6 separate regions of the Mus musculus genome follow, and regions 2, 3, 4, 5 and 6 are each linked to region 1. Evidence: chromatin contacts called from public ChIA-PET, Hi-C and HiChIP or PLAC-seq data. All regions are on one chromosome and are shown on one strand. Each heading gives the region's core, a stretch centred on a gene start, on an enhancer-like site or on the middle of the called end of the contact. The rest is flanking DNA. Distances are from core to core; before and after follow the strand shown.

The links. Hi-C and Micro-C count contacts between places; a contact is called where the count stands out from the background. ChIA-PET counts read pairs in DNA pulled down with a chosen protein or histone mark. HiChIP or PLAC-seq counts read pairs in DNA pulled down with a chosen protein or histone mark.
Region 2: a contact with region 1 is called in an H3K27ac HiChIP or PLAC-seq map of microglia, with 7 times the contacts expected there. The contact joins the promoter of Kctd7 here to the promoter of Sumf2 in region 1. A contact is called at or near these places in 3 of 39 promoter capture datasets (the C10 cell line, cranial neural crest and erythroid cells), 2 of 115 datasets of contacts at active chromatin or transcription factors (astrocytes and microglia) and 1 of 9 other capture datasets (adipose tissue).
Region 3: a contact with region 1 is called in an RNA polymerase II ChIA-PET map of memory CD8 T cells, with 74 read pairs. The contact joins the promoter of Sbds here to the promoter of Sumf2 in region 1. A contact is called at or near these places in 8 of 39 promoter capture datasets (the 3T3-L1 cell line, the C10 cell line, the HPC-7 cell line and 4 more), 1 of 484 Hi-C or Micro-C datasets (pre-B cells), 5 of 115 datasets of contacts at active chromatin or transcription factors (the 230-238 cell line, effector CD8 T cells, large pre-B cells and 2 more) and 3 of 9 other capture datasets (adipose tissue, liver and macrophages).
Region 4: an RNA polymerase II ChIA-PET map of memory CD8 T cells shows a contact between it and region 1, with 45 read pairs. The contact joins the promoter of Tmem248 here to the promoter of Sumf2 in region 1. A contact is called at or near these places in 7 of 39 promoter capture datasets (the C10 cell line, cranial neural crest, hematopoietic stem and progenitor cells and 3 more), 5 of 115 datasets of contacts at active chromatin or transcription factors (the 230-238 cell line, bone marrow-derived macrophages, effector CD8 T cells and 2 more) and 3 of 9 other capture datasets (adipose tissue, embryonic stem cells and liver).
Region 5: a contact with region 1 is called in an H3K4me3 HiChIP or PLAC-seq map of bone marrow-derived macrophages, with 3 times the contacts expected there. The contact joins the enhancer-like site here to the promoter of Sumf2 in region 1. A contact is called at or near these places in 6 of 39 promoter capture datasets (the C10 cell line, cranial neural crest, liver and 1 more), 3 of 115 datasets of contacts at active chromatin or transcription factors (bone marrow-derived macrophages, effector CD8 T cells and memory CD8 T cells) and 2 of 9 other capture datasets (liver and pancreatic islet).
Region 6: a Hi-C map of pre-B cells shows a contact between it and region 1, with 3 times the contacts expected there. The contact joins the promoter of Rabgef1 here to the promoter of Sumf2 in region 1. A contact is called at or near these places in 7 of 39 promoter capture datasets (the C10 cell line, cranial neural crest, hippocampal neurons and 2 more), 1 of 484 Hi-C or Micro-C datasets (pre-B cells), 2 of 115 datasets of contacts at active chromatin or transcription factors (effector CD8 T cells and memory CD8 T cells) and 4 of 9 other capture datasets (adipose tissue, liver, macrophages and 1 more).

The regions. Positions count from the first base shown.
Region 1 is chr5:129,844,947-129,848,819 of GRCm38.p6, reverse strand. It overlaps Sumf2 (sulfatase modifying factor 2), which reads right to left and starts at 1,830. Exons shown (of 9, transcript NM_026445.2): 1 at 1,734-1,830. The coding sequence starts at 1,824. Cct6a (chaperonin containing Tcp1, subunit 6a (zeta)) reads right to left here. Exons shown (of 13, transcript NM_009838.2): 11 at 3,748-3,856; 12 at 3,165-3,237; 13 at 2,377-3,072. The coding sequence ends at 3,000.
Region 2 is chr5:130,143,500-130,147,164 of GRCm38.p6, reverse strand. It overlaps Kctd7 (potassium channel tetramerisation domain containing 7), which reads right to left and starts at 2,282. Exons shown (of 4, transcript NM_172509.4): 1 at 1,939-2,282. The coding sequence starts at 2,082.
Region 3 is chr5:130,253,848-130,257,582 of GRCm38.p6, reverse strand. Sbds (SBDS ribosome maturation factor) reads left to right here and starts at 2,053. Exons shown (of 5, transcript NM_023248.2): 1 at 2,053-2,373; 2 at 3,515-3,644. The coding sequence starts at 2,246. Tyw1 (tRNA-yW synthesizing protein 1 homolog (S. cerevisiae)) reads right to left here and starts at 546. Exons shown (of 16, transcript NM_001015876.2): 1 at 390-546. The coding sequence starts at 393.
Region 4 is chr5:130,220,542-130,223,894 of GRCm38.p6, reverse strand. It overlaps Tmem248 (transmembrane protein 248), which reads right to left and starts at 1,560. Exons shown (of 7, transcript NM_027854.1): 1 at 1,323-1,560. Gm6598 (a long non-coding RNA gene) reads left to right here and starts at 29. Exons shown (of 2, transcript XR_377119.4): 1 at 29-161; 2 at 1,867-2,177.
Region 5 is chr5:130,202,703-130,206,417 of GRCm38.p6, reverse strand. The region is part of intron 4 of Rabgef1 (RAB guanine nucleotide exchange factor (GEF) 1); the gene reads right to left. Among named protein-coding and RNA genes, the nearest start is that of Tmem248, 18 kb to the left of the region's middle. Within about 2 kb of position 1,662, at least 58 of the 459 cell types and tissues checked have an H3K27ac peak or open chromatin away from gene starts, as enhancers often do. A contact at or near this core is called in bone marrow-derived macrophages, effector CD8 T cells, liver and 1 more, where this site is marked.
Region 6 is chr5:130,170,356-130,173,803 of GRCm38.p6, reverse strand. It overlaps Rabgef1 (RAB guanine nucleotide exchange factor (GEF) 1), which reads right to left and starts at 1,985. Exons shown (of 9, transcript NM_001199059.1): 1 at 1,910-1,985.

The sequences.
Region 1 (3,873 bases), core at 581-3,080:
CACTGTGCCCCAGGCTCAAGAACTTGATGTGTGTGTCACAGGGAATTGAAACCAGGGTCTCACATATGCTATGTGGTGCTCGACCCTAGCTTCTCATTTTAAAATTAGTTGCTTTTTTCCCTTATTTTAGTTTTTGATGACAAGGTCACCCTACTCCCACCCCACTCCAACCCTGGGCTGGCCTGAAAAGAAATCACTATATAGATGGACTAGCCTTGCTTGGCAGTCACAGAGATCTACCTACCTTTGCCTCTCAAGAGATTAAAGGTGTATAAGCAACCAGACCCTGCTTTTCAGGGTCTTATATTTAACCCTCTTCTCATTCTGATACAATTCTACCCATCTCAAGAATAATCCCGAGAGGGCAAAAAAAACCGAGTGAGTAGGGAGATCTCAAATTAAAGGGGAATGAAATATCAAGCTGCAATATAAACTGTAGTTTGATTGTAATTTAACAAACTAACATTTTAAAAAATATTTTTAGGGTTGAGCAGTGGTGGCCCTTTAATCCCAGCACTTGGAAGGTAGAGGCAGGCATTTCTCTGAGTTTGAGCCCTGTCTGGTCTACAGAATGAGTCCAGGACAGCCAAGGATACACAGAGAAACTCTGTCTCTAAAAGCCAAAATTAAATTTTTTTTAAGGACCAGGTTAAATCTTCTGTCCTTTGCCAGTATCTGTACACTCACGGCACACAAACACATACATAAAAAGTGGACACCTCTAAGCCCCAGCATACAGAGGCAGAAACTGATGGATCTTTGTGATTTGAGGCCAGCCTGGTCTACATAGTGAGATTCTGTCACATAACAAACTACAATCTAAGACCATATTTTATGCCTTATAATCCCAATTCTAAAGAAGCTGTCGCTGGAGATCACAAGCTCAAGACAAGCTAGGGCTACACAGTCAAGACCTTTATACCAAAATAAATAAATAAATAATTAAATAAATAAATAACCCACCCTCACCCCCCCCCAAAAAAAAAAACCAAACCCCTAAACAAGGGGCCTCTGCGCCGTAGCTTAGCTGAGAGAGTGCTTGAATCTCTATGAATTTGAGGTTAGCCTGGTCTATGTTCCAGGCCAGACAAGGCGACATAGTTGAGCCTCTGCCTCAAGTATAAAATAAAATAGGATATTAGTATATAAGAGCTCCTGTTGCTCTCGAAGACGCTCCGTTTTCAGTCTCCAGCACCCAAGCAGTGGTTTATAACCATGTTTCTTCTGTTGTAGGGATCCAACCTGACCTCCGCCGGCACCAGACACCCTCGTGGTGCACCTATATACGAGGTTGCAAAACACTCATACACATAAAATATCCTAAGAAAAACTGAATCCAAAAGTAACTAGAGATAAAAGGTGCATTTAAACAACATTTTGAGTATCCGATTACTATGTATGTGACTTAAGCGTATCTTTAACTTTCAAAGCTTTCTACAAATAAAAGCTACGAGTCACACGAGTGCACCAGCTCAAGACATGGAAATGGAGAAAAGGAAAATCAGAATGCCTTACTCCCAACGCCCCAGACAGGGCTGAATACCAGAAGAGACCCTGCTTCAAAAAAAGAAAAAAAAAAAGAAAAAGTGCAGTTTCATGATGGCCAGCCCCAGCAAGTAGCCCGAGACCCTGCAAACCCCCTCCGAGGTTAGGGTAGCATCTAGAGCGCAGGATACAGTCACTTTCAGGTGTTCAAGGATAAGGGTGATATAGGCACAGAGCCACACACTGACCTAGCTGAAGCCTGGGGCAGGACAGGAGCCACAGCAGCAACACCGGAGGGAGCAAGGAACCCATGCTGGGGAACCAGAACTCAGAGCGCATGCGTCTGCTCGGGCGCTTCTTCGCGCCTGCGCACTCGCACTGACTCAGTGACCAATGGCAGGGCGCTCCTTGGGAGCTTGCCTGTCAGGCCCGCCCATGAATGAACACAGGCCCACACCCATCCTACTCTGATTTTATCTGACTGCTTTTGTGTGATGTTAACACCCTTGCAGGTCCAATGTGCTGCAGTCTCAGCTGGCTAGAAGTTGCCCACGGTGCTGGGCACTAACTGCCTGTCTGTGAGAACCAGTAGTACGTAGCTGAGCCAACTCTCCACCCAGATATTTTCCTCTATTCAGTTGAGCTGTTCACTCACTCACTGTGGAATACGGAGCCAGCCCCTCTCCCCAAGTATCACACATAAAATCAAGTACATGAAAACCAAAGAGATAAGCTGTTACAGGTATGATGCAAAACCAAGATAGAAAATAGCCTAAAAAATCTTGTTTCACCCAAACCCTTATTCTTCAACAACCGTCCTTTTGGCTGTTAAATGTGTAACTCTCTCAGCCTCTTGTGTTCCCATGTCTGGAAGTTGGGTGGCAGAGTTCTGACCTTCCAGCCTCCACGGAGTAACTTGGCTTTATTAGCTTTTCTGAAGCATTTTCAGTCATTTCAAGTGTGAATGATCCAGTAGCTTCACTCTTTAAGTATTTATTAGACATTATGAAACCCATAAATTACCCAGATGTGTTTTACACTGGCAAGGATCTTACATGTTTAACAGGGAGTTGGCTGGATAATTTCAAATACATCCACAACAAATTATTCTTTCGACCTGGGGTCTCCTGTAGCCTGAGTTGGCATAGAAATTCCGGACTATTTCCAAAGGGCTAGGCTTACAGGCATGTGTCACCATGCCTTATTTAGGAGAAAACCATTACAAACTTTCAAAGAACACTTACGGAACAAGGGTAGACAACATGCTTATCTTATGTAATTTTTGTATCGGTGTAGCTAAAACATCTTGTTCAGTGGGTTGAAAAAGAGCTGCTTTGAGTGTCTTCAGATACTCAAGGCAAAAATAAAATAAAATTTTACAGTATAATTTGAATAGGTGTCAAATGTCCCGTTTCTTTTCTCCAATCAGGAAGAGAAAATTTTTTTCCAAATCACTTGAAGCTTGGACAAAAATAACCATTCCCCCCAACATCCTGTAGTATCACAGGCAGGCCTCAACCCTTCAGAGAGGACATCCCAGCTCGCATGATCTCGTCGACCAGGAGAATGTTGGTGGCGATCACAGTACTGAAAAGGAGGAAGAGAGGACAGATGAGCTATCAACCCAAACTGCTGTGTCTGCCGCCCGCCCGCGAGCCGCCATGATCGTGTACACTCACCAGGAGTGTAGCAGCTGCTTCTTCACACAGTAGTTATCCCACACACCCATCTCTGCAGCCACCATCGGCTCACCTGCAAATAACCAAGAGCACCAAAGGCTTTTTTCATATATTTTATGAACCCTACCAATTCTAAAACAGAAAACATGGGCCAATTGAGACCATATTTTTTTTTCCTTTTCAAAAGATAAGAATTTTCTATACTACAGCGCAAGACAGCATCCAGGCTGCGGTCCTGTTGCCTCAGTTCTGAAAGGATCACAGGCTGCATCAGGTCAACCTCAGGGACTTTAAATACAAAGGAACAGTACTCTTCCATTAGTAACCAAGACTTCTCCAAACACTCTTAGCAATGCCTTACAGTCAGTGCTCACTGCTTAGCAGACTGCTGCACACTCTGCTCAGGACACACTGCTGTTGACGCACAACACATGCACTTTTGACTTCTCTCATTCCCAAATGTCTTCTATTAGGTTACTCACATAAGCTTTCTGCTTTTCCCACAGCACTGGTACCAAGATCCTCCTGTCACCCATCTTCCCCCACCTAGGTTTACCTCACAACCAAGCTGCAATATTCTCACCTGTGCTCAGATCCACACCTACGAGCTGGCCGGATTCCGAATGTTCAGCTTGAACTTTAACTAATGTTTCCTGAAGGTCAAAACCAGAGTTTTGCGCAAGAACCTAGAGAACAGATTTAATTCTTG
Region 2 (3,665 bases), core at 1,033-3,532, 300 kb before region 1:
GTGAGGACGGGAAAATAACAGTAAAGGTTATTAGCCTGGAGAACCTCAAGTCCCAGTTCCAACCAGCTGACTCCAGATGAACTAAAACTAAACTAAATCTCAGGGTAAATTTTATCCTAGATTCCCCCCCCCCCAATGTTACATCTCTCTGGCCGTGGTGAAAGTCTAAAGTCTTTGTAGTTATCTAAATAGTCCTTTCCCCAAATTTCCACACATCCTTTGTTTAGGGGGGAAAAAAAGACTCCACTGTGCATGGTGGTGCACTCCTTTGATCCCAGCCATTGAGAGGCAGAATCAGGAGACTCTCTGAGTTCTAGACTAGTGAACTCCATAGTATAGAGTGAGCTCCAGGCCAACGTGGGCAACCTAGAGAGACCCTGCCTCATTAAAAAAAAAAAAGACAAAAATAGATGAGATAAAACGTACCTGAGACTTGCCTTACAGTAGAGACTAAAATTCACAAAATATCAGTGAATTAAATGCACAAAATTTACAATTCTAAGTATGAGCTCAACTCTATTATTATTATTATTATTATTATTATTATTATTATTATTATTATTATTTTGAGACAGAGTTTCTCTGTGTAGCTCGGGCTCTCCTGGAACTCACTACATAGACCAAGCTGGCCTGGAACTCACATTTATCTGCTGCCTCTGCCTTTGGAATTGGAGGTGTGTACCACCAAGCCCAAAAATTCAACTCTTACTCTCACGGTGCAAAATGCCTTTCACATTTCTGCAGAAATGCTAAGCCCACTTTAGGTATACGCTAAGACTCAGATGTCACTTAGGTGTAATGCTTTGCACTTCTGGAGTTCTTTCTAAAAGGCAGCACCCACTAATGTACTTCTTTGCTCCATATGCGAAACAAAAAAAGTCAGGGAAAAGAGTCCTAGAACTCACAGGGAGGGATGTGACTCACAGGAGGCCGGGACTGGACAGCTGGCCTACAGTCTGTGGGATTGTGTGTCCTGTCACTCAAACCACAACTTCTGCCCAATGACAGTGCACAAAAAAAAGTGTCACCGCCGTGTTGGCCCTTTTCCCTGACTGCAGAGTTATGTCTAGAATTTTGCTTATGTTCACAAGTTTCCCACGATGCTGGCAATTCGGGGATTCTAACCCTACCACAATACTGTCAGCTGCCGGAGAGCCTCACTCAAGCCAGCCCCCTCAGATTGTCGAGTCTCCACATCTGTATCCATCTTCCTATCCATCTCTACATCTGTATTCATCTTCCTATCCATCTCCAGGGTCAGTTCAGGTGCAAAGTGTCACACACAGGAAGGGCTACTAACGAAGCCACTCCATAGCACAATACAGCAACTGATAAATGAAGCCCCTAATCCCTCCATCATCTCTGCTCTGAGTTCAACTCACCATTGCCCTCCTATTTCCCGAATTTATCTCCTGCATGTCCTTGCTCTCGCTGCTTTCTTGACCCCAAATCCTCTACCGTTCACTCTTGTCCATCTAGCAAATAAAATTACCCCATGTGGTAATGGAGATTGTTCACTGCATAACGGCACCTGGATGAGAATTGGTCCACTCAGGTGTGTCCTTTTCTTAAATCATACCAAGGCACCAGATAGGTTAACTGCAGGTAGTTTCTAATGCCACTCCCCCGGCAGCTGGAGGATACACCTGGATAACCCAGGTCCTCCTTTGGATTGTATGGAACATGCTATGTGTTGAGTCCTCGTCTAGTTGATAAAGGTGACATGAAATACAGGAATGGAACTGACATCTGGTAGTACGGGAAGAAGGGACTTGGAGTGCAGGTGACTCGGGGCAGGGAGGATACACCTAGTGTAGGAGTGGCATCAGGGGTGGATAGCTCCTTGGGAGGCTCTCCGCCCAAGGTCAGCTCTGCAAGCACCAGTCTCTCCCTCGCTTCCCATCAGCCCTCCCTTCCCCCATCGCTCGATCCAGGTACCTCCTGGGGCAGCAGGGGCAGCCCGTGCCCCGCTTGCGTGGCCGTAGGAGTGGCCGGCTCCAGGAAGTCGTCTTCGGCTTCGGAGCTGGACATGGCACCGTCCGAGTGACGGCTGTCTGGCTCCCGCCCGGTGACTACCACCATCCCTCTGGCTCTGGGCGGTGGGCGCGGCTTCGGGTAGGCGGGTGGGCGGAGGCCTGAAGAACTAAAGCCAAGCAGTGCCTGACATGACGAGATGGGCCGCCGGCGGGCGCTAGACGCCGAGGACCTGCAAGCAGTTAGGATGTCCTGTGCTGCCCTCCAACAGTCTAACGACCAACGCGCCTACAGTTAGTCGCTGGTCTGACCTGGCTGCCTCCAGCCATTGGCCGAATCTTCGCTGGCTCCGCCCTGATTGTCAGGAGGTTCGCCCAATCACAGAACAAACAATTCGGCCTTAAGCCGTAGTGGCTACAGGCCTACCCAATTCTGATTGGCTCTTGGCTGACAAGCGCGAGCGACGCCTGTCTGCTCCAGGGTTTGGCCGAGGGGAGGTGATCGCCCACTGACGACCTCGATCAGCAACCACCGCGTGGACCCTGCGCTGCAAATCGGAACCAGGCGCTTCTTGCTATTGGCCGAGGTTTCATGAACTCCTGCTATGATTGGCAAGAGCATTGTCCAATTATAGGGTAAACACGTCTGGTTGGGTTTGTTCCATTCTGATTGGCTATCTAACTAACGGGAGCGCTACCTCCCTTGGTCCAGGCCACTTATCTAGGGAAGCGGCTCTCTGCGCATAGCAACCACAGCGCAGGTAGCATCTCTGGCCTCACCCGGTCGCCTCCTACTACTGGCAGTGTCCGATTAGCTCCGCTATGACGGTTAAAGGTCTGATCCAACCATCGAGGTCTCAAACTAGAGTGACAACTGACAACGGCTTGCCGATCAGTCCCATTCTTATAGGCCACCTAAAGGGCACGCGTTCTGCACTTCCGACGTTCAACGACAGCGCTGGTCCCCCGGCGCGGTTCCCGAAAGGACAGACCACCCAATTGCTCCTGCTATTGGCTGTGTCCTCGCTGGCCTCCGCCCCTGATTGGCAGGAAGCCCGCTCATAGGGGCAGCACCGTGGTCCTGCTTTCATTGGCTTTCTGACTAGCAGGCGCGAAGCTCCAGGCCACTCCACTTTATCATCCCGGTCCATGTGTCCTGGGAAAGGGCCCAGGACTGGCTGGTTTGTCTCCATAGCAGCGGGCCAGTGAAAAAAGGCCTAAGCAGGCTGTCCTTGAGGATGTGTTGTGGAGGGCTGAGGGCACCTGCTGTGTAATAGAAATTGAGCACTGCAACACCAATGGCTGGCAAGGACATGGCTGCTGTGCTAGCGCTTTTTCCGTGGACTCACACAGGAAGGAAAACCTTGGTTGCAAATACCTTTAATTGCAGCGACTTGAGAGGTTAGAAGGATTTCTGAGAATTCAACTCTTGTCTCTAGTATAATAAATAATAATAATAAATAATAACGGAACTGAGTATGGTGACTCACGCTGCAATATCAGTACTTGGAAGTCAAGGCCAGCTTCAGCTTCATAACATTGTGAGTCCAAATTGGGTTACATGAGACTGCTAAAAACAAACGCTAAAAATGAAAAAAATTAAATAACCACAGATGAGAAAAGAGAAAACCCCACTCCCAAACAGGGCTCCTCTTCTCCATCTGACCTGCCCACACATGCGTACGCGCAAAG
Region 3 (3,735 bases), core at 804-3,303, 410 kb before region 1:
CCGTTATTTTTTAAAACTAACCCGGGCTACATCCGAGTTCCAGGCCAGCTTAGACTACAGAGCAATTTCCTAATCCCCCTGGGTAGTGAGTTCCAGGTGAGCCTCGGCTATCCACTGAATGCCGAACTAGTTGCTATACAAGCTGAGATCCACACAGGGGCTACACAGTGAGTCCCAAATTTTCCTGAGCTTACACTGTGAGTTCTGAGTTAACTTGGGATACATAAAACGGCCCTTTTAAAAGGAAAACAGAAATAAAAGGAAAGAAGAAAAAATAAGATACAGTAAAAACAAACAGTAACACATCAAGTGTAGCAACCTAAGGCCCTCGGTGGAGGGGGAATCTGTTGCCTTCTGCCCGCCCGAGACCCTGGCCAGCCCAGACTCACCCATCCTCCGCGGGGCCCGAGCTACGCAAGTCAACCGGCAAACGCAAAGAGAGAGGGACAGCGAACAGGAGGATTGAGTTTACAGGGACAGGGAAGCCATGCATGCAGTCGGCAGACCTGCCCGCGTTGGCTGCAGGGGACAGAGGCGGGCCCAGAAGGAAAAAAAAAAAAAAAAAAAGGAGCTAGCGGAAGCTCTAACTTCCTCTCTGATAGGCTCAAATAGAAAAGAGGCGGGACCAGAGAGAAGCCATCACTTCTAAACCTGGGAAAGATGCTAGAGCACTTCCTGTACTTCTCGGATTGGCTCAGAGTGGAAAGGGGCGGGCCTGTGGGAAACGCGGTCCAGAGCGGGAGATGCAAAAGCAAGCGAGCTTCCTGCTCCACTGTTATTTCTCGCTTCGGCTCAGAAGGGGAAAGGGCAGGACAGAGGGCAGTACTATCAAGAAATAAATGACAACCTGGCATGCTGCTGACTGACCATTAATCCTAGCACTCCAGAGGCACAGGCAGACGGATCTCTGGGAGTTCCTAGTTAATGGACAGCTTGTTCCGCCGCGTAGTGAGCTCCAGGACTACGTATGCCAGGGCTATAAAGAGACCTTGCCTCAATCAATCAGTCAATAAATGGAAAAAAGGAATTCAGCTTGATGACACAGACCTGTATTTCAGCGCTCTTGAGGCTGAAACAAAATGATCACGAGATTCAGGATAGCTACTATTTGGAGAAAGAGTCTCACTGTGTAGCTCTGGATGGCCTGTAACTCGCCTATATAAAACAAAATGGCTTCGAATTTACAACGCAATTAGCCTGCCTCTGACTCCCATGTGCATAGGTGACTAAGCCAAGAGAGTTTTTATTTACTTCTTTTAAAAGTTATAGCCGGGCGTGGTGGCGCACGATTTTAATCCCAGCACTCGAGAGGCAGAGGCAGGCGGATTTCTGAGTTCGAGGCCAGCCTGGTCTACAGAGTGAGTCCCAGAACAGCCAGGGCTACACAGAGAAACCCTGTCTCAAAAAAAAAAAAAAAAAGATATATATATGTGTGTGTGTATATATGTGTGTACATATACACACATATATGTGTGTATATATATCACTGACTGCTCTTCCAAAGGTCCTGAGTTCAATTCCCAGGACCACATGGTAGCTCACAACCATCTGTAATAGGATCTGATGCCCTCTTCTGGTGCGTTTGAAGACAGCTACCGTGTATTCATATACATAAAATAAATAAATAAATCTTTTAAAAAGTAAATCTTAAAAAAAAAAAAATAGGGCTGGCGAGATGGCTCAGTGGTTAAGAGCGCCGACTGCTCTTCCTAAGGTCCCGAGTTCAAATCCCAACAACCACATGGTGGCTCACAACCATCCGTAACGAAATCTGATGCCTTTTCTGGAGTATCTGAGGACAGCTACAGTGTACTTACATATAATAAATAAATCAAAAAAAATTTTTTTTTAAATTTAAAATGAGCGCAGCCTCTGAACTCTGCAGAACTATTCAACCAAAATATCATGTTTCCACCCAGATAATAAACATTACTCACCCATAATAGGTAGGCGTAACTGGCGCCTGTAAATGACGTCATCACAGAACGACCCGCCTTCCTTTGAGGGTGGAACTAGAGGGCGTAAAAAGTCACGGCGCGCAGGCGTGGTTGCTTTCTTATCGGCTGCCTGGCTAGTGCGCCACTTGACGCATGTGCAGTAGGGCAATCGGGCGTGCGGTAGCTTCTTCCCTGGTAGGTTCCGGAAGAGCCGCGCACTCCTTGGGCGTTAAGGGTTCGCGCGCCGCAGGGTCGTTTCAGCCGAGCACTTGGCGTCCCCTCGAGCTCGAGATCTGTGAACAGCCACCATGTCGATCTTCACCCCCACCAACCAGATCCGACTGACCAATGTGGCCGTGGTGCGGATGAAGCGGGGAGGGAAGCGCTTCGAAATCGCCTGCTATAAAAACAAGGTCGTCGGCTGGCGGAGTGGCGTGTGAGTAATCCTGTGCCCAGAGTTCGGCGGCCTGGCCTCCCTAACCCCGGCTCCTGCGACCCATCGGTACCTTTCAGGCCTGGTTTACCCGATTCGGATTGGGTTCTGCTTTGGGATTTTGTTAGTATCATAAAAACTGCCAACTACAAACGCCATCAGAGCCGGGTGGGACCGATGGTTTAGGCCTGTAATCCCAGCGCCCAGGAAACTGAGGCAGGAGGATTGCTGCGATTTCCAGGCCAGCCTGGAACGTGTGTGTGTGTGTATGTGTATGTGTGTGTGAGAGAGACCGTGACCGACCCTGTACTAATAAAACAAAGCTGCGGTCAAGAGGACCCGAAATTGCAGTAGCCTCTTGGATTAAATGTTTAAATCCGGCCGGGCGGTGGTGGCGCACATCTTTAATCCCAGCACTTGGGAGGCAGAGGCAGGCGGATTTCTGAGTTCAGGGCCAGCCTGGTCTACCGAGTGAGTTCCAGGACAGACAGGACTACAAAGAGAAACCCTGTCTCGAAAAAAAACCAAACCAAAACAAAAAAAGACAGGAATCCAACATTCCAAATGCTATCTCCAAGAAGAGAAACATTATGGTCATTTTCCAGGGATAACAATCGGGAAGCTAATCTTACACCTACAAATCCTGAAATTAAAACGTCACACCTCAGAATCCCCAGTTTCCCAAAGTGCGTAGTAGTGTCTTCGCTACTGCCATCTAGGGACAGATATTCCAGGACAGAAGAAACACCACTCCCCACCACACCCTGAGTTTCCTTACATAAAACAATGATGTAGTTTTTCCCTCTGTGGTGAAGTGGGAGAATCCAGATACTGTCCTTCGCAGGTAGCCACCAGAGAGAGAGTGTGGTGTGTGTGTGTGTGAGATTTCTCTTTTTTTTTTTCTTTAGGGTTTTTGTTTTGTTTTTTTTTGTTTTGTTTGGTTTTTTTTTTTTTTTTTTTTGAGACTGGCCTCAAACTCCCAATTTCCCTGCCTCTGCCTCCTAAATGGTGAGTTACAGATGTGCACATCACACCCAGCTTGCAGCACTTGCCATTTCTCTTGTTGCTATCTTGTGTTTAAATGTGAGTGGATTTTCTACTATCCAGTGGATTCACATAGGACTTTCTCTCCTGCCCTTTCAAGGGAAAAAGACCTTGATGAAGTTCTGCAGACCCATTCAGTGTTTGTAAATGTTTCCAAAGGTCAGGTTGCCAAGAAGGAAGACCTCATCAGTGCATTTGGGACAGACGACCAGACTGAAATCTGCAAGCAGGTAGGTCCTGCCAGGTGCAATGTAACAAAATCTCACGATGGTAGGCAACATCTGGACCACTGTGTTTACTGTTTTTCTTGATGAGTTTTTG
Region 4 (3,353 bases), core at 311-2,810, 380 kb before region 1:
GCCTGGGAAAATACGAGTTCCAGAACTGTGACATGGCTTCAGGTTATTTCCATTATGTTAAACTCACAGCTCTGGATTCTCTGCATCAGAACTAAAGCTGTGTGTCTTACAGTATGTGGAAATCCTCCCGTGATTTGTTGTATTATACAACTATGGGACAGGTAAGAAATCACCCCCCTGTCCCAGTATTGACTAGCCTTGCCACCAGGCTACCACTACTCTGTGAACAGGGCCTGGTACCACACAGCTAACAACACCCCAATATGAGGCTGAGGCAGGAGGATCACAACTTCAAGCTACACAGAGAGTTGGAGGCCAGCCTGAACTACACAGTGGACCTGTCTTTAAAAAAAAAAAAAAATTATGTTTTAGCCGGGCTTAACCGGCATGGCAGTGCACACCTGCCAACGGCAGCACTAGGGAGTCTAAGAGAATCAAGGTCAGCCTCGACTGAGTCGTGGGTTTGGACTATCTAAGGCTGCAGGAGACCCCAGACTCCAGGATTCAGATTAAAACCAAAACAATACCGTTATTACACTGTGAAACCTTGGCAGTGTGGCCCACGCCTATATCTCTGAACTACGGAGTCTGAATCGGGAAGATCGGTGTTGAAGGTGGGTCTTGTCTACATAGGGAAATCCTAGCCAGTTAAGGCTGCATTAAACCCTCTTTTGGATACATTTTTGACAACCCAAAGTCAAGTCACAAATCTAAAACTGAACACACACACACACTCACACTCACTCTCTCACTCTCACTCTCTCTCTCTCTCTCTCTCTCTCTCTCTCTCTGTCACACACACACACACACACACACACACACACACACACACACACACACAGAGAAGTTGGAAAGATGGCTACGGGGTTAAGAATACCTGCTATTCCTGAGGACCAGAGTTAAGTTCTCAGCAACCCCATCATCAGGCAGCTACCAATGGAGTGTAACTCTGGGTCTAAGGACACAACGCCCTCTTCTGGAGTCGGTGGGTATTTGCGCTCACGTGCGCAGACAAGATAATACAAACACATCATGTAAATAATTTTCCAAAACAATCATTTTTTTTTCTAAAACTTGCAAAGGATGCTAGTAGGTCCACGCAGCCTTATTCAGCCGACCTATACAAGCCTTGACTGAGGGAGCAGGACTCCGCAGGCCTCGGGAGGATGGAACAGGACCGGGTCAGCTAATAGAGGAGTGAACGGAGCTGGGGTGGCTGGGAGAGCCTGCGCACCGATCCGCCCAGCACGCCGTGGGCCCCGGGTTCAGGGTCCCCGGTCCCGGCCCATGCGCCCGCGATTACGACCCCGTCTCCTACTCACCGCCCCGCAGACTGGCGGCTCGAGCCCGCGGACGCCCGCGGCCTGGCCCTGTTCACTCGCGGCGGCGCGCGGCGGGCCCCGGGCTGCCCCGCACCATCCTCTCCGCCGCTCCGGAGACAGCGAGCGGCTCCTCGGGGCCGAAGCGACGACCCGAAGCCAGGCCAGAGCGCGCCAACGGGACGCCGGCTCCGCGCGCTGCGAACGCCGGGCTTTCCGGGTGAAGGCAGAAAACCACGTCACCACTAACGCCGCCGTGACCTCTGACCCCGCCCGCGCGCGACGGCGGCGCGGAAGGGACAGAATTGCTCCGGGGCGAGCGGCGGGTGGGGTCGGGGTTAGGAGGAGAAGCAGACTGTCTTCGTTTTGCAAATGGGAAAAGCATACACGGAGCTGCCTGAAATTTATCACTCGCATTCGCGAACTGCCGTGAGCTTGCTCGGTTCCGTCCCGAAGTGCTTCTGCAGGTCTTGGTGTGTATGGCGTGAGATAGTAAAGAGGACACGATTTTCGTTTATTTTTGTTGGAATTTTTTGTTTTGACACAGGGGTCTCGTGGATGGCAAGAGCTGGCTTCCTGTTCTCTCTGGAGCCCAATGAGGAGCCAACTACCTTAGTCATGGTGTTTGAGCACACTAATACCACCCTCCTCTCTGTAGACGGGACTCTAGGATCCACTGGATGGGAATCTGTCGCGTTTCTGGACAACAGGACAATTCATTTCAAGCCATGTCTCAGTCCCCAAGGACCTAGCTGACCTTAGAAGCAGCAAAATATTATCCTTTTTAAATTCCTCTAACCACATTAATACTGACCTTTGTACATGATTATTGAAAACCCAGGAGATCAGTTACACTTATCCATTTGTCTGGTCTTGACTTTTTTTGTTGTTCTTTAAAGACACGGTTGCTGGGCAGTGGGAAGGTTGTCCTTTGATCCCAGCATTCAAGAGTCAGAGGCAGATAGATCTTTGCATTTGAGGCCAGCCTGGTCTGCAGAATGAGTTCCAGGAAGCTGGGGCTAAACAAAGCCTGTCTTGAAAAAAAAAAAAAAAACCAAACCAACCAACAAACAAAAGAGATAAGGTCTTTCAATCCATCCCTGGCTGACTTAAAACTCACTATGTGACCCAAGCTGGTCTCAAACTCAAAGATCCATAAGTGCTGGGATTAAAGGTGTGCCATGAGACATGAGAACATTTGTGAGAATTTTCTCCTTAGGTAAAGACTATGCGATGTTTATCCCCTTTTCCTAAGGTCTCGGTGACAAACCAAAGTTCCCCCTGGAATGCCAGTAAATGTATCTGGCTTACTTACAGAGCATAGGCAAGAGGTTACTGCCAGCAGGGTGAGTGACCTCAAAGCAACTACACTGGAAAGTCCTCACCCAGAATGGATGATGGCTTCCCATAGAATGTGTAAGTGGAACTCTGATGCTTGTCTCCTCCAGAACCTCAAAGCCAAATAGTTCCAGGGAAATCGTATAGAAGACATCTGCATGTGTATGTCTGTGTGTGCACAGCATGTGTGTGCTCTCATTCCAGACAATGAGCTACCACTGCTATGCTTTTGGTTTTGAATAAGTGCAAGGAGCAGGTAGAAAGGCAGAAATACACAGTAAAACGTGATCAAATCGATGTCTATGACATCAAGCAGAACTCAGATAAGGAAGGCCTTAAACCTAGGAGGCTGGAGAAGCTGCTGAGAGGTTTTTTTAGACAGAGTGTCTTCTGTACTCTTTACAAGGGCTGACTGACAACAGTTCTTGTTATTTTTATTTAGTGCTTATAATCTAGCAAATATTGAAGTGGACTGAATGAAAATGGACCCCATCGGCCCATATGCTTGAATGCTTGGTCCCTAGTTAGAGGAACTGTTTGGGAAGGATTTAGGAGGTGTGGCCTTGTTGAAGGAGCTGTGTCACTGGGAGTGATTTTGAGGTTTCAAAAGTCCCTGCCAGGCCCACTATCTTCTCGTCTCTCCCTACTTGCTGCCTATAGATCAAGAGGTAAATCTCTCAGCTACTGCCTCAGCAC
Region 5 (3,715 bases), core at 413-2,912, 360 kb before region 1:
AGCGATACTTCTATACAAGATTGGACCAAGGCATACGATCCTAGACTTGCCAATGTGCTATAGCAGGAATATTCAAATTCCTTCCCACTCATTACTTTGAAATACACCATGTGTCATGTGTCAACAACCATAGTTTTCCTGCTGTGCTTAAGGACATCAGAAAGGCTGGAGAGATGACCCAGAGGTGAGTTAGGAGGACCTGCTATACTTCCAGAGGACCAGGATTAAGTTCTAGCATCCACATCAGGAGACTCACAACAGCCTGGAGCTGCAGCTTCTGAGTTCCCCCACACTCTCTCTGACCTCCATGGGCATCTGCATGCATATACACATCCTGCCACGCAGACGCACACAGACACACACATACATACAAACATACATATACATACACACACACAAATACACACACCACACACACATAAACACCACACACATACATACACATACATACACACACACACATCACACACACACACACACACACACACATATACATGGGCATCTACACGCATATACACATACTGCCATGCAGACGCACACACACACACACAGCACTGGAGGTTTAACCTTGTACCTGGCTGGCCCTCTGTCTTGCTGCCCAGTACCTGGAGGCACTGTTTTGCAATCTGCTCCCACCATGTTGACTTTTTCAGCTTCTGTGTATAATGAGGACACATTGCTTCTAATTTTAGAACCAAGTCTGTGCTACTTCCTCCCAACTTCCTCAAGAAGTAAAGCCTGTTTGGATGAGTCTCTTCCTCTTGGCCATACCCTTCTGGTCTCTATAGTAACCAGACAGCTCAGACTACTATTTGGTTTAGAACAATTGAAGAGGGTGCTAGCAACTGGCTCAGTGGGCAGAGTGCCCCAGCCCAGTGTAAACCAGTGCTGTACACCCTGTGATTAAGCACTTGGAGGGAGAAGCAGGAAAATCAGGAGTTCAAGGCCAGCATAGGTTACATGAAACTTCGTCTCAAAAATAAATAAATACATACGAATGAAATGCTCAGCAAAATCTCTGTAAGGTACAGGAGGGCCCTCATATTCTGGGAAAGTGTGAGTGAAGATAAAGACACATTTCACACTATAATCTCTTCATCGAAACACAGAAAAAATACCTTCTCCATAAGTGTTAACACAAGGCAAACTGTAAGTTAATACAAAGTAACCAGTAGCAACTGTTTCTATTTTATTCATTTGTTTATTTAATTTTATGTGCATTGATGTTTTGCCTGCATATCTGTGTGAGGGTGTCAGAAGCCCTGGAATGGGAGTTACAGACTGTTGTGAGTAGCCATGTGGTTGCTGGGAATTGAACTCAGGACCTCTGGAAGAGCAGCCAGTGCTCTTAACCTCTGAGCCATCTCTCCAGCCTTTTGTTTTTTATTGTTGTTGTTTTGCTTGTTTGTTTTTTGAGTCAGGGTATCTCTATTATAGCCCAGTCTAGAACTCCTTCCCTATGTATACCAGGCTAGACTAGAACTTAAAAAAAAAAAAAAAAAAAAAAAAACACCCACCTCTGCCTTCCAAGTGCTGAGATTAAAGGTGGGAGCCAACATGCAAGGCAGAGGCAAATCTTCACAGAAAGGCTCTCCAGGAAACGAAACCAAAGCCATGAAACGACCAAAAGCTCCTCTATTACACTTGATCACTTCCTCAGGAGAGTGAGATCACAGAGTGCGGCTCACAAGAAAACTGGTGTCTTTGCTACACATGCACGAGCACCTCACGCATGCCTGGTGCCCTCAGAAGCAAGGTGTCAGGTCCACCATGCCAAGGGTGCTGAGAGCTGAGCCTGGATCCTCTTCAGCTCTCCAGCCCTAGAGTAATAGTGTTTTATAACCCGAACTAAGGGTCTAGAGAGCACTGGCTGTCCTTCACCGGCCAGGATAGTCCAGGCCAGCCTCTAACCCCCTGCTATCTGCTCATAAATGCGGAGATGAAAGCCATATGCCACCTTACCCAGCATATGATTTTTAGTTTTGAGACAGGCTCTCATTATTTTGTCCAATCAGTCTCAAACTTGTGGGCACAAGTAATCTTCCCCCTCAGCCTCCCAAGTGCTTAAAGTATATGCTCACATCTACACGCCCAACCTAATAGCACGCTTTAAACATGTTTCCATATAAACAGACTTGAAGAAAACAATTCTTCACCAAGCCATGAACCTCGTTAAATGAGATAACAGGGTTTTGAGATGATTGTCTCTCTGCATGTCCTCTGAGCTTTTTTTCTTCCTTTCCTTTTGAGATAAGATCTCCTGTGTAGCTCTGGCTGGCCTCCAACTCACAGAGAGGTCATCCACTTGCTTCTGTCTCCTGAGTGTACAGATTAAAAGCATGTGCCACAATGCCCAGGTTTCACCATACTTTAAAATTACTCCTGAAGGGCTAGAGTGATGACTCAGCAGTTAAAAGCACGGGCTGCTCTTCCACCCATTGGACCCAGGTTCAATTCCCAGCACCCATACAGCAGCTCACACCAGTTCAGAGGATCCAACGCCCTCTTCTGACCTCAGTGGGCCATGTAAGCACTAGGTACACAGACAGAAAAGAAAAGAAAAGAAAAGGAAAGGAAAGGAAAGGAAAGGAAAGGAAAGAAAAGAAAAGAAAAGAAAAGAAAAGAAAAGAAAAGAAAAGAAAAGGGCTTAGCAGTTAAGAGCACTGACTGCTCTTCCAGAGGTCCTGAGTTCAATTCTCAGCAACCACATGGTGGCTCACAACCATCCGTAATGGGATCCAGTGCCCTCTTCTGGTGTGTCTGAAGACAGTGACAGTGTACTCACATACATAAAATAAATAAATCTTAAAAAATAAATTACCCCCCATACCAACTTGAGAGAGAACGAGGTGGGGGGGGGGATGGAGTAAAAAAAGTGCAGAAAAGGCAAGCAAAATATCTATACACATAAAATAATAAAAATACTCTTTAAAATAAAATTACTCAAGACATGAGGCTATGTTCAAAGGTCAAAGGAAAGCTACAGAGAGTACACTACACAGGTGACCACACATACCATTGAACCCACAGTCAGTATTCTACCAAACTAAAGCTTAAGTCTCACAGTAAGATTACCTTTTCCAAGTTTTTTTGTTTGTTTGTTTGTGTTTGACACAGGGTTTCTATATGATGTGTGGTCCTGGATGGCCTCAAACTCAGGGGTCTGTCTCTGCCTCCCAAGTACTAAGATTAAAGGGTTTGCTACCACCCCTGGCTGTATCTTGTTTTATTTTTAGTTATGTGTACAAACGTGTGTGTATGTAGGGTATGCTCATAAGTGCAGAGCCAGCAGAGAGGTGAGTGTTGTGAAGCCTGTGTGTGTGTGTGTGTGTGTGTGTGTGTGTGTGTACATGAGTGCAGAGCCAGCAGAGAGGTGAGTGTTGTGAAGCCTCTGTGTGTGTATGTGTGTGTGTGTGTGTACATGAGTGCAGAGCCAGCAGACAGGTGAGTGTTGTGAAGCCTGTGTGTGTGTGTGTGTGTGTGTGTGTACATGAGTGCAGAGCCAGCAGACAAGTGAGTGTTGTGAAGCCTGTGTGTGTGTGTGTGTGTGTACATGAGTGCAGAGCCAGCAGACAGGTGAGTGTTGTGAAGCCTGTGTGTGTGTGTGTGTGTGTACATGAGTGCAGAGCCAGCAGACAGGTGAGTGTTGTGAAGCCTGTGTGTGTGTACATGAGTGCAGAGCCAGCAGAGAGGTGAGTGTTGTCAAACTTTTGGA
Region 6 (3,448 bases), core at 736-3,235, 320 kb before region 1:
CCCTTTGATCAGGAACCACTAAATCTTGGAGACTCTTAAGAAGTTTACACACATGTCTTGGAGGTATACTGTCCTTTAAAGTGTCTCTCTCTTCCTTAAAGCCGGGGTTTAATTCTATAATAAAACTGTTTCTTAATAAACTCCAACTTCATTTCATCAAAGGCAAAAGGGGGGGCTGGGGCAAAATAAATGGCAAAAATAAAGTACTTGCCACACAAGCATGAGAACCTGAACCAGGTCCCCAGTCCCCACACCAAAAAAATGTTCCCTGTAGCTTGTGGGCTAGCTAGTAGTAGTCTAGGTGAATCCAGCTCCAGGTTCACTAAGAGCCTGTCTCAATGAAAGTCAAGGCTAGTATGACACCAAGGAAAATAGCTAACATTTGCTAACCTCTGGCCTCCACATGCACACACTGTGAACACACATACCAAAAGAAAAGACAGGCAAGGCAGTGGTCCACACCCGCAATCTCACCACTTGAGAGGCCTAGGCAGGCGGAATGCTCCAAGTTCAGAGTCTTGCCTGATCGCCTGATCTACACAGCCAAAGCTGTATTGCGAGACCCTGTCCCCCAAAATAAACACACAAATCAAAATAAATAAATAATCCCCCCAAACAGTAACTCTCAGAGGCTGAATAGAAACTGGGACTGTAGCTCAGTTAAACAGCCCCTATCTAACATGTGTAAACCTTAAAGTCAGTCATCACCAAGTAACAAGCAAGCTTCTTCTCCCCCCAAAACAGTCTATGTAGCCTGGACTGTCCTGGAACTCACTCTGTAGACCAGGCCTGTTCAAACTCATAGAGATCTGTCTCTGCCTCCAGCATTCTGGTATTAAAGGTGTGAGCCACCGCCACCACCGCCCAGTAACAAGCTTGACAAGACCATTTTATTTTAGCCTCTTCTTTCTTTTAACTGCGACTCTGGTGGGCGGGAGGATCGAATATTACTCTGTAGTATAGGCTGGCCTCAAACTCACTACATAGCCCCGTTGACGTCAAAACTCCCAAGACTGTTGTTCCTGACTCAATTTCCAAATACTGGGATGTCAGAAGTGGGTGACTAATTGGGTCTTCCTTTGAAAAGTAATTCTAGGTTTGTAGGTTAAAAGACCCAACAGTTAACTTCCAGGAGGTGGCAGGGGGTGGGGGGACCATAGGGGCTCTTACCACAAAACTAGGTGACGCTGTAAAACTTATGCCAGTGTCACATCTAAACTCCACAGACAGACCGAGCCTACCACATCCAGCAACACATTTCCCAACCACAGAGGTTGGTCATCAGCTCTGAGACACAGCCAGCTGCCAATGACCTAGTCTCCAAGGCGCTTCCCTCTATGGAGCCAACTTCCGCGAAGGGATGGAAGGACATCCCCTTGGCTCTCCCTTCCAGACAGCTCGGAATCAGGGACTGCCTTTATTATTATTTTCCATAAAAGGGTCTTCCTCAGTGGCAGAGGGCTGACCTCAAAACTCGCGGCAATCCTCCTGCCTCAGCTTCAGGACTTCTCATTCAGAGACACCCATAACCTTGGCCTCTAGCACCTGGGACGAGTATTCAAAACCCCGCGCCACAGCAGCCGCACCAGCCCCGGGACCCACGCGGGCTCCGGATGGGACCCGCCCGGCTGCAACCACAACTCCGGACTCGGACAGGATCGGAGCGGCAGCCGACGACCGGGGAGCGTGTCCTCCCGGGAGCCCGAGTCCCGCCGAGCTGGGAAGAACTCGGCCGAGCTGGAGAGGCCGAGAGCAGCAGCAGAGCTCCGGCGGCCTGGCCCTATGCGCCCGCCCGCCCTCCCGGCTGAGAGGCGGAACGGAGCGGCCCCGGTCAGCGCGCGGCCGGACACCGCCGCCGCCGCCCCGCTCCGTGTGGGAACGCGCCTCCGGAGCCCCCGTCCCTCCGAACCTGCTCCGCGGCTCCGCCGGCGTCCGACCGCCGCTCCCAGCGCCCCTTCAGTCACTCGGCTCCCTGCCCCGCCCCTGCCCCCGCACGCCCCGCCCCCGGCACCGCGAGCACGCGCGCGGTGCGTACGCGTGGCGTCATTTCCGTGACGCTTCGGACTTCCGGGGACTGGCTGGCGGCTGGCCGGAAAAGATTGCAACGCTCCGGAGGCTGTCCACCCGAAGGGGCAGTCCCTGAGGGCAGGGGACACCGAGTGACCGTGAGGCCCTCGCTGACGTGTCTGTGACTCGCGAGAAGCCGCGGTTTCCCCTGTCATTCCTCATTCCGTCTACCAGCTTCTGCTTGCATTAGCCTGAGGGCGACAAGGAGCCCCGAGGACAGCCATACACGAAACGGGACATCAAAGTCTGGGACCAGGAGACATCTCCCAGCGCTTAGCGAATGCGGCCGCCAGAAGGAAATACAAACACACCTTTCCCCTAGTGAGCAGTTAGCAGGGAATAGATAGTCAGGAAAAAGATCGAGAGGGAAAAGTTTAGCACATGACTGCCTGTCTGTAAAGATAGATAACGCTCCCACTGGACAGTTGACATGCCACCTCACTAGCTTTTGTTATCTCCCTGGGCCAAGAACCGTCGGGGTGGAGGAGATGAAGTTATAGGATAGGGGAGGAGAGAATTCAGAATGAACCCTACAAATGAGCAACCCAGAGTCCGTGAGACTGGCTCTCAGCTCTGGAAAAAACAAAAAACAAAAACAAAACACTGTTCCCAGCAGAATTTTTTTTTTAACCCCTGTCTCAATAAATGCCTGTTTTCACCTTTTCTGACTCTGCTATTTTGTTTTTCACTCCTGGGCACTCGTCCATAGAAAGAACCTGGTCACCTGGGCAGATGGCCCACAGAAATGAACACTCCTGGCTTGCTCTTTTTAAGAGCAGGACTTGAAACTGATTCAATTTAGGAGAATCTTAAGGAAATTGGTCCAATAGCAACTAGGCTGTGATCCCAGCCTGGCTAGGTGGAGACAGGAAGTTCAGGAGTTCCCATCTCTAGTGTTCTTGGCCTGGGCAAATATAAGGAAGGTTGTGGGGTATAGCTTTATAATGAGAGCACATGATGATGCAGGAGTTGTGAGAATAAAAGGATCTTTCATGACCCAGCTGTGCTTGGCACAAGGCTGTAGGGTGCCAGACAGGGTCAGGTTGGCCTAGGGAAGTGGCTCCAAGTTGGATGTTTAAGGTCTATGAAGATTAAAGAAAGACACAGACAAATGAGGTGAAAGCGAGTTTTATGAAAGAGGATTACAAGTAAAGAGGGCCAGAGAGATGTTTCAGTGTGTAAAAGGTTTCCCATTCAGGCTTGACAACCTAAATCCAAATCCTGGAACTGACCTGACAAAAAAAAGAAGGAGGGGATGGAGAGATGACTCAGTGGTTAAGAACGGTGGTTGCTCTTTCAGAGGAGCTGGGTTCGATTCCCAGCACCCACATGGCAGCTCACAACTGTCTGCAACTCCAGTTGCAGAGGATCCAATACCCTC